Regions from separate parts of the Rattus norvegicus genome. Here region 1 is linked to region 2. A link is a contact called in public Hi-C data. All regions are on one chromosome and are shown on one strand. The core of a region is the stretch at or near the end of the contact, and the rest is flanking DNA. Distances in the headings are between cores, read along the strand shown. Region 1 holds the start of Myof (myoferlin). Region 2 overlaps Myof (myoferlin).

What was found. Hi-C and Micro-C count contacts between places; a contact is called where the count stands out from the background.
Region 1: a contact with region 2 is called in a Hi-C map of the A7r5 cell line, with 4 times the contacts expected there. The contact joins the promoter of Myof here to the enhancer-like site in region 2. A contact is called at or near these places in 5 of 12 Hi-C or Micro-C datasets (the A7r5 cell line, Schwann cells, frontal cortex and 2 more).

What each region holds. Positions count from the first base shown.
Region 1 is chr1:245,231,957-245,236,724 of GRCr8, reverse strand. It overlaps Myof (myoferlin), which reads left to right and starts at 1,957. Exons shown (of 53, transcript NM_001354115.1): 1 at 1,957-2,130. The coding sequence starts at 2,043. It overlaps LOC108349463 (a long non-coding RNA gene), which reads right to left and starts at 1,805. Exons shown (of 3, transcript XR_001836138.3): 1 at 1,668-1,805; 2 at 1-237.
Region 2 is chr1:245,184,199-245,189,478 of GRCr8, reverse strand. Myof (myoferlin) reads left to right here. Exons shown (of 53, transcript NM_001354115.1): 5 at 1,512-1,599. Among named protein-coding and RNA genes, the nearest start is that of Myof, 48 kb to the left of the region's middle. Within about 2 kb of position 3,383, at least 36 of the 93 cell types and tissues checked have an H3K27ac peak or open chromatin away from gene starts, as enhancers often do. A contact at or near this core is called in the A7r5 cell line, where this site is marked.

The sequences.
Region 1 (4,768 bases), core at 708-3,207, 49 kb before region 2:
AATTGTTGTTATAACACAAGTAGAAGACATCTTGTAACGCATCCACCTCATGTCCAAAGGCCACTTGACATGTGAAACTCAGCGCCGTGTCCTTGAGATTGTCCACATCTATAACCTCATATCCAGGTGTGTGTTATGGAGTATTCCTTGAAGCAGCACTTTGAAAGCCAGTCTCCTGTGCCCGACGCAGCCATTCTACTCAGTAACTCTCAGTAACTGCAGGTGAATGCACTGGGTCTGCATGAGAGAGAAGCTTCATCAGCCAACCAAGATGGAGGAAGACTTCAGGAAGCCTGACTCTTCCTTGATGGGCCAATTGCTGCTGATAGATTGGAGGAGAGGAGGAGTCATTGCCTTTAGTTGTGTACATGCTGGGGACTGTACGAGTCTTTAATGGGAAGTCCTAATTATGTGGTCCCATATGGGGCTCTGAATAAGCTAGATTGATCACTGTGGGGTTCTGGGTAAGCTAGATGGGTCACAAACTAAAAGTCATAAATGTAGGGAAGGGGAGAGGAAGAACGGATGAGAGTTTGAAAGGGGATATGAAAGGGCTGGGAAGAACCTCCAGATGCATTATTTACATGTATGGACCTATCAAAGAACTAACAGTAAAGAAAAATCAAAGTGATTTTCATGGTGGACAAAAATGTCTGTCGTATGTAGAGTATACCCTGGGATTGAAGTGTGACATCCTCTGTCTTGATGAGGAGGGCTATTAAGTGTTCACATTTATGATCAATCATTTTTAGAGAAACAACCTGTTTCACAGTAAAAAGAAGGAAAATCAGTCGAATTAACCAAAAATAATGCTTTCCAAATTCCACCTAGACTCTCTGGGCACACTAAACATAATTCTGTATATAACTCCTTACTCTGTATAAGGATTTGAGAAACTTACTGAGATAAAGTTTAGTCTCACTTTCCCGATACAGTTAACTCTTTGCTTCTGGTTGGTTGTATGACAGAAAGCAAAAAAGAGATTCTGTGTTTCCCCAGCCTGATTTGACCATTCTGAAACACAATAATCTGAATTACTGGTTTACACTAACAGTAAGACTATGAAAATCATGAAACTATAGCAAGATGTGTGAGATATTCTTCATGCTTCCTGCCAGGCCCCATAGGACTTGCCTCTTACAACACATTTTATAAATATTTTCACAAATAAGGGCACAGAAGGAGAGAGTGGGTAAGGTGGTGAGGGTAGTTCAAAGTGGCAAAGGACTCCTCATATGCTCTAACCATCAGGCTGCATAGCCTGCTTCATTCTCTTTAAGCAGACAATGCGTTTTCAAGAACAGTGGACAGCCCCTTCTCCATTTCCATTGAAGATTGTTATCCATCTGTAGTCTAGGGAAGCCAGGATCCTCCTTTTGAAGGGTTCCCGTGTCAAATCCGTTGGGAAAGCAAAGAACCAAGGACAGTAAATCTAACCCAGTACCTGGCTATGAACTCAACTATTCCTGTAATATACAGTAGGGGACGCCTCTTGGCAGCTTTTTAAAAATCTTTAGAGTTGCTGAGGGGGGCGTGTCCAACAGCACGAGAAAAAAAAAAAAAAAGGCAAAAGTAAAAAATTAAAACCCGACCGCATAGTTTTAAAACTCCACGAGACTCTGTCAAACAGGTCAAGAGGGGGTAGAACGACAGCAGTTAGGTCTCACCAGTTACTGCTAAAAGGTAACAAACATCTCTGTGGTTTTCCTGAACCGCCCGCAGTTCGTCCCAAATCCACCGCGGTTTCATTGGCTGCACAAAACTTCTTTTCGCCGCGGTGTCCTTTTTCAGGTCCACACTTTTCTGAATTCGCAAGCCGCGCCTGCGGCCCTGCGTGGACTCTCGGAGTATGGCTATTCGTTTACACTTGGCTTTCAGCAAATAATCCTGCAGAGGCCCACCCCACCCCGGCCGGAGAAACCCTCCCCCTGCTCGAAGAAGCCCTCCCCCAGCTGGGAGACATCCTCCTCCCAGGGCGGAGGGCCCAGCGCCAGCACCGCGTCTAGTCCGCTCTTGGCTGCAACTTGCTTTCTCCAAGAGCCATGCTTCGAGTGATTGTGGAATCTGCTACTAACATCCCTAAAACGAAATTTGGGAAACCGGATCCTATCGTTTCTGTCATTTTTAAGGGTAAGGCGACGTTTTCTTTTTTTTCCTGAAACCCTTTTCTGGAAGGCTAGACGTCTGGATCTCGTCCCAGTCAGCTCTTGGCATCTGGAGAAGCCAAGCCCCTCTCTGCTCCCCTGGCGGTCCCTGGTTTACCTGGGCAGGTCACTGCCACTCACGACTGAGGGAATTTAACTTTCCCTAGGGCTTAGAGACTCACTGAAAGATCTGACGGTCTGACGTTTCTGTAAACGCTCGGGGAACCTCTATTGCTACTCCCTTGATTTCAAGTATGAAGGTCTTTGTCGATTCAAAGTCAGTGTCCATAGTGGGTGCGTTTTCCTAAAACCTCTCCCGGTGAGAAATGAGAAACGGAGCAAGAGGAGCAATTCATTAATTGCCGGAGGCACCATTACACTGTTAACCAGCTTGATGCTGCTTTTACTGTCATTTGGGCTTTGGGTATGAAGGTACTCTCTCTGGTGTTCTGAATCTCCAGGAGTTGGGGTGTTCGGATATGCTCGGTGACTTTGGGATTGCCCACCCTGAAGGAGCTCTGAAGCACGTCTGCAGCTTGGGAGTCTGGCTCTACAGGACTGGATAACCTTGGGCAAATGACATCATCATTCCTCTGTGTCTCCTCGTTCCTCTGCAAAACAAGGGGGAAGGTTTAGACTGGCTGGTCTTTAAAAGGCCTCTTGAAATTCCAAGCAGATTATCTATGACACTAGCTGTGAGTGCAGTGGAAGGGAGCGGTGGTGGAGGGGATCAGCAGCTGTTAACATAGGATTCCCCCTCCGCCCTAGTGGAACAGGTGGCCTGGCTTGGGTTGGAGGGCTGGGATAAACGTGGACCTGGGGCTTCATGTCTTTTCCCTTTGGTCGCTGTCGGTCGTGGCAAGATTGCTAGCTCACTTCGTGGGGGCACCGTGCTGAACTGGAGCTTTCGACAGGCAGGCGTTTCCTTACCACACCTTGGCACATTTCCTGCCAAACCCAGGAATTTGACTACTTCTCCCTCGCAAGTACTGTGTAGTTCATCCCTTTCTCCACTCTTGTGTCCATTTCTGAAAATCTCTATTTCTGTTCTCAAATCTATTCTTCCGAGGGCGAGCAAGCAAAGGAAAGACACACGAAACTCAAAGCTGCTAAAGGGCTGTTCAGTTAGAAAGAGAAAAGGGGAGGAAGGAAAGGAAGGAGGGAAGGAGGGCGGGAGGAAGGGAGGGAGGGAGGGAGGGAAGATGAAAAGAAAAGACCTAGAAAACAAAATTCAAATTCTTACTGGACAGTGTGGTTTGCAGTTTTGACTCTAGGTTATGAGGAATCGTATTAAATTTATTGGCATGTGGTATATTTTAAAAACCTAACTTAAAGCAGTTTCACAATACTGACATAGCATGGAGAAACTGCACCTTTCATCATTGTAAAAAGGTGCTAGGACTGAGAAGTCACGTGTAGGGCCAATTGAACAGATTATGAAATAATCTTGAATTAACAGTGTTTAAAATCTAATTTATTATCCAGGAATAATATGCAATAATTGAATTTTTTTAAGTGAGTAACAATATGTTGATGAATGAAAACACGCCATTGAAAGGGGGAAAACTTCAGGTAAACTGGCAAATGTGGTCTAGCCAAACAGCCACAGTTCTGGTTCCCTTTGGTTGTACAGACTGAGTGGTTCATTCATTCATTCATTCATTCATTCATTCATTCATCTATCTGGCACAAGGAAGATCATTGAACCCAGTGTGGGAACATTTAAACTCTGGCAAGCATTTCTTTTGGGTGGGGTCTCCACATATTTTGGCCCTGGGGATCAAACCTAGCGCACACTCTACCTTGAGCACACTTTACTACTGAGCCATCTCTGTCCTGCACATCTGGACACTAGTCAGCATTACCTAAATAACTAATAGCCTTGCATGTCCTTTCTCTAACCAGTCAGGTCTCGGCTCCCTTAGCTGTGGCAAGTAGCAGAATACTGTCTTTGTGGCTTTAAGATGCTTCGACTTTCTAGTACCAGACTCAGATCGTTTGTGAGGTCTGAAAGCCATGGTCTTAGCAGGTATGGGACAGGCAGTCATGGACATGAGTTCTTTTCCTGCCTTCCTTTTTTCCCCCAGCACTCTGAAAACCCTGGAGGCAGTAAATCCTCCCAGTGCCTAATTTTGACCACTATGTAAAATTAAGTTGGATTAAGTCCTGATAGAACTAGGGATCTTATATCGTGGCATCAATGTTCATAAATGAGCAAGAGTGGAAAATAGCTTGGCCCACCTCCTGGGATGACGGGAGCCATGGCTGATCGAAGGGGGACATGGGGGTGATGACGCTCGCATGGGTACTGTGAGGCTCTGTCTGTCCATCAGCCTTCTATCTCTGTGACAAGGACAGAGAGAATCACCCAGAACAGAGGACATTGCTTTTGTTTGGCTCAGGGCTTTGGAGGTCCAGTCTATAAGTGAGCAGATCTATTGCTTTTCAGCCTCGAGGGGAGGAGGGGTGTGGGGCACCTTCTGGCAGAGCAATCTTGTCCACATCAAGGCCATAAAGAGGGAAAGAATGAGGTAGGGGACAAAGGCACACCCCAATTATCTAACTCCTCCTACAAGTCCCCACCTCTTAAAGGTTCCACTGTAGGCTGGAGACCATGCCCTTCA
Region 2 (5,280 bases), core at 2,134-4,633:
TATGTGTGTGGGTTTTTTACCTGCATACATTGGCCGTAGAGGCCCGAAGAAGGTGTCAGATCACCTGAGTCTGGAGTTTCAGAGCCGCTGTGTGAATGTTAGAAATCAAATCTGGGTCATCTGAAGGGCAGTCGGTGCTCTTAACTGCTGAGCCATCTCTCCAGCCCTGCATTTTTATCTTCAAACCCAGTGTGTGTGGGATTGGAAGTGGAGAATCCCCCTTTGCAAAGGGCTTCCTTAATTTTGGAGTTTGTCTTTCCCCACATCGGGTATTAATATCCCTTTCATTTATTAAATGATCGTGATAGTCAATGGCATGTGTTTGGTGAAATAAAAATTAGCAACCCTTCTTCAAGGTTGAGGATATAGCTCAGTGGCAGAACACTAGCATATTTGGGGTCCTGGTTCCCATCCTTGGTACTTTAGGGCAAAGAGCAAATTTTTTTCATTTGTTTGTTTGGTTGGTTTTTTAAGATTTCTTTCTTTCTTTTTTATTTTATGTGCATTGCTGTTTTACCTGCATGTATGTCTGTGTAAGAGTGTCAGATCCTCTGGAACTGGAGTTACAGACAGCTGTGAGCTGCCATGTGGGTGCTTAGAATTGAACCGGGGTCCTCTGGAAGAGCAGCCAGTGTTCTTAACCACTGAACCACCTCTCAGCCCAGGTTTTTTTGTTTTGTTTTGTTTTTTAATTTTCTACCAAACTTCTTTGAAGTGTTATAGGTTAGTGAAGAACAAAGACATAAGCATTGCTTTGTTGCCTTTTTTGTTTGATTCCTAAGTTTCCTGGGATCACAGTTAACGTAGTGGGGGATGACATCAAGTTTAACTTTATGTTTGTACATTTGTCTTTTCTTTAATCAGACTCGGTTCCCCTTCCATTCTCTTACGACTGTGCTATTATAATACCGTTTTGTTAGTCACGAAATTCTTCCCTCTGGAGAACTATCAAAATAAATCTCAGTAATTAGTATTCATGGGCAACCAATGAATTATTCATTTTTTATATGAGTACAGTGTGGCTGACTTCAGACACACCAGAAGAGGGCATCGGATCCCATTACAGATGATTGTGAGCCCCCATGTGGTTGCTGGAATTGAACTCAGAACCTCTGGAAGAGCAGTCAGTGCTCTAAACAGCTGAGCCATCTCTCCAGCCCGAATTATTCATTCTTAATGAACATCTCTGGTTGTGCTATGAGCAGAGGCCATCTCTACTGCAGGACAGAAGCTCGCTACAGGTTCACACTTGCTTGTCACAGCTTTACTTTAGTCCTTGAGGTTGCCCTTGGCAACCTGTGAGAAAGCATCTTCTTTCCAGCTCTGCCCTGGCTCACCCAGAGTAAGATAGGCATAAGTCGAACATAACATCATCGCCCTTCCCACCTTTGTGGTCTCACTTTCATGCCCAACCCCTCCAACACTCCTACCCATGATGAACTGTTCACACTAAGTCCGTAATGTCCTCTTCCCTGCACTGACTCTCTATGCAATGGATTCTTTCTACTCAGGCCACCATTGACCTGGTGATTGGCTATACCCCACCTTCAGCTCCATATCCAAATGATCCGAGTGGGACCAGTGTGACAGGCGTGGGAGGTAAGCTGACCCCTCCTGATGGCCCCTCTCATCCCCAGGAGATTGTTCCCCAAAGGGAATCTGCTAAACACGCTAAGAGAGTCTCTAGAGAAATGCTGCCTTTATAGTGCCCATAGCTCCCTGCCCACCAGACAGGTGCAATTATTTACAACACGCCTTTCCAGCAGAGGGGAGGATGGTGAGCACTCTGGCAGTGAGCTGTCCAGGGCACACAGACTGTAGAACCATCATGGTCTTGCTTCAGCTTTGTGATTTCCACTGAATACAAAGTCTCGGGTTGTGAGTTCAAGAACCTTCATATTTTACAGCTCCCAAAGTTGTGATGGCTGGGATGTGTTCTCAGGCACCTGTCTCATGACCAATAAATACCCTTGGACTGGCTCTCTTTTTCTTTCTCTGAGCCTTGATCCCTTTTCCTTGCCTCACACACCCCTCAGTACTATAGCACTTTGTTTGCTTCAGCACAAGCCACTTGTCCTCCTGGGTCACTTGACATCAGATGTCATTCTAGACAGGGCTAGCCTGGGGTCTCTGGGATGGGCTTCAAGCCTGTACCAAACAAGTCACCCTTTCACAAAGTTGAATTTGAGTTCCCTTGTTTTTCTACAGGGTAACAGTGCTGCTGAAAGTGAGTTTTGTCCCAACGAGACAGGGAAGTCTCCGGAACAAGCTGTTTATTACGTTAAATACAGTGGAGGGAGATTTTGTCTATTTACATTGGCCATAGGAACCTACAATACTCTGTGCCACAAATACGATTCCCTCATAGCAAGTCTCTGCTTCATTAGAAATGAGCCACCCTCTCAGAGAAGAAATAAGCCTCTCCCAAGATTCCCTTTACCCGAGGCTGATTCTCACACTTGGCATGATGTCATCTGTGGAAGCCTGGTGTCCTGGCAGCACTGTAGTCTAGAGGATCACACAGGCCCAAGAAGCTGTCTCCCTGACACTCCATGGCAGGCCATGGGCAAACACTGGTCAGGCCTAACACAGAGATTCCCACCATCCCAATTGGCTTGAAGGGCTGGACGGTGGTAGAGATGAGTTCCTTGAATTTGGGTTTTAAAGACCATCACTATACTATACTCTATGGGATCACTGTGCTGTACTCTACTGCATCACTGAGCTGCAAAGGAGCTGGCTGTGTCAGAGGACAATGTAAATGTAATATGACAAGGTAAAGTTTTTTCCTTTAGAAAAAATGTTTCATTAATCTATATGTATTCACATTCTTTGTTATATAAAGTTCTTACTCACCAAGTCTGGGTCGAAGGTAACAGTCTGACTCAGGCTTAAAGTCACTTATTTGAGGAAATACAAAAAAGTGAAAGAAGGAAGAAAAAAGGAAGGAAAGGGATAGACAGACAGACAGACATAGAGACACAGGACTCAGAGAGACAGAAACAGAGACACAGAGAGACAAGGAGAGAGAACTAATTTTTACTAATTAGGAAAAACAACCATTGTTTTTCACTTTTGCACACTTTAATGATATGCACAGAGTACTGGGCCCAGATCATCACCCCTTTAACTCTTAAAGAATTATCATTTTGTATAAAAGTAATGAATGTTTTTCTTATATAAATATTTTCAAAATTTAAAAAATGTAGTTTGTTATCTTTTCTAATGCAAAAGAAATTATCTGCTTATTAAAATGCAAAGCAGCATAGAAAAGACCTCGGAAGACACAGGGAGGAAAAAAAGGATCTCATTCTCCTGAGATGCATCTGCCCACAGTGATGAGTGGCGTTAAAGGTGTCCACTCACATGGTGGCTGCTGCTGGGAGTGTGACGTCTTAGTGCACAAAAGTTAGATGGCCAAAGGGTGCCCTCTGCAAGTCGGAAAAAAAATAACTAGTTCTGACCAGAGAATTGAACACTTTAGAAGTTTCTTCTGAAAGAATGCTTTCAAGGAGCCCTTAGGTCAAAACGGCAGAGGATTCAGAGCTTGGTGCGTTAATGAGTGACTGAAAGTGTGTGGTGTCAAAGATGTCCCCTTACAGACCGACCGCCTTAGAAACTGGTCCTGTGCCAGGAAAATGGGATGAACCAGTCTGAAGATTTGGCAGCCTAGAGACTTGTTACCATGGCAACCTGTTCACATTCCGCCAGTCAGCTCGAATGGAGTGTACATTTCTGTTACCAGAATGAGCTATTTTTAAAAGCTCACATCTATTTTTAAAGAACCATCTGTTCGATGTGTACTTTGCCCAACTAAAGAGAAGCGAGATTCATTCATAGCCTGACTCTGGCATTTCAAAGCTATCTCATTCCTGAATAGCAAATGTGCTTTCGCTGGAAGGTAAATTTGGTCTACCTCAGAAAAACAATTACTGATACCTGGACATGATGCATGCAGAGATAGAAAGGCTGTGCTTGGCCCCGAAGAGCTCACAGTCACTAGAAAGATAAGATAGACTTAGTAACAGCAGCCCAGCAAACATAATAAATTCTCCTCCAAAGAGAGCCAAACAAGTTATTGCTTGTTTATCCAGTCACCTTACATTTACAGGCTCATGAGGTAAGGTGTCTGCCACTGGCTTACAGCTTGTGCTACCAAAGGCATATGCTTCCAAGATGAATCCTAAGCCTGGGTCTCTCTTTATGCTTGTTAAATTCTTTTCTTCAATACTCTGTGTGTGTGTGCGTGCCTGTGTGTATGTATGTGTAAGGTAACATGTCATAAGTTTCTTGGGCACTTAACTGCTATTTACCCAAGAGTTGGAATGGAAAGATAATGACTATCTTACGGTAGCACACAGATATGACTTCTAACATTTTAGAAGCCCAAACACATAATCTAGATGCAGTGATGATCACTGTAAGAGGCACTGTAAGAGGTGTACTCAAGAGGCAAGACTTTGCCACAAGTTTAAGTCCAGCTTTGGTTCTATAGAGTGCTGGGTCAGCCAAGACTACATGGCAAAACACTGTCTCAACAAACAAACAAACAAACAAACAAACAAACAAACAATGACAATAATAAAAAGCCAGGTAGAGTAGGACTGTAATCCCAGCGTTTAAAGAGGCAGTAGGAAGATCATAGCTTCAAAGCCAGCTTTGACTGCATAAAGAGTTTAGGACCAGCCTGGGATACATGAGACTATATCTAAAAAAAAAAAAAAAACCCAACCAAACACACAAACAAATAAAACAATGATGAAAGAAACCCAGAAGTACTATAGTTAAACATCCACTGACATGTTACACTTTTGTGCTTTCAAGTTTCCTCTTTTCATGTTCTGTATTGCATTTCTTTGGTATAATTCTTTCTAAAGATGTATGTATTTATCTATCTATTTTGTGTATATGAATGTGCTGTCTTCATGTATTTCCTCATACCAGAAGAGAAAATCAGATCCCATCACAGATGTTTGTGAGACCTCTATGTGAGATGTTTGTGGTTGCTGGGAATTGATCTCAGGTCCTCTCGAAGAGCAGTCAGTGCTCCTAACTACAGAACCATCTCTCCAGCCCCCTGTGTATTGTATTTTAAAACTTACTCTAAAGATAATGTTACCAACCCATGGTTCTGGCTTTACAGTGACATTCGTTTCAGAGTCATAAACTTCTACAGACACTTAACCAGACTTCATCATAAGAAGCTGGATTATTATCATAAGCAAAGAAAGGCAACATGGTAGCAATAGGGAAATGGTAAATGATGACCAAAGGGCTGGC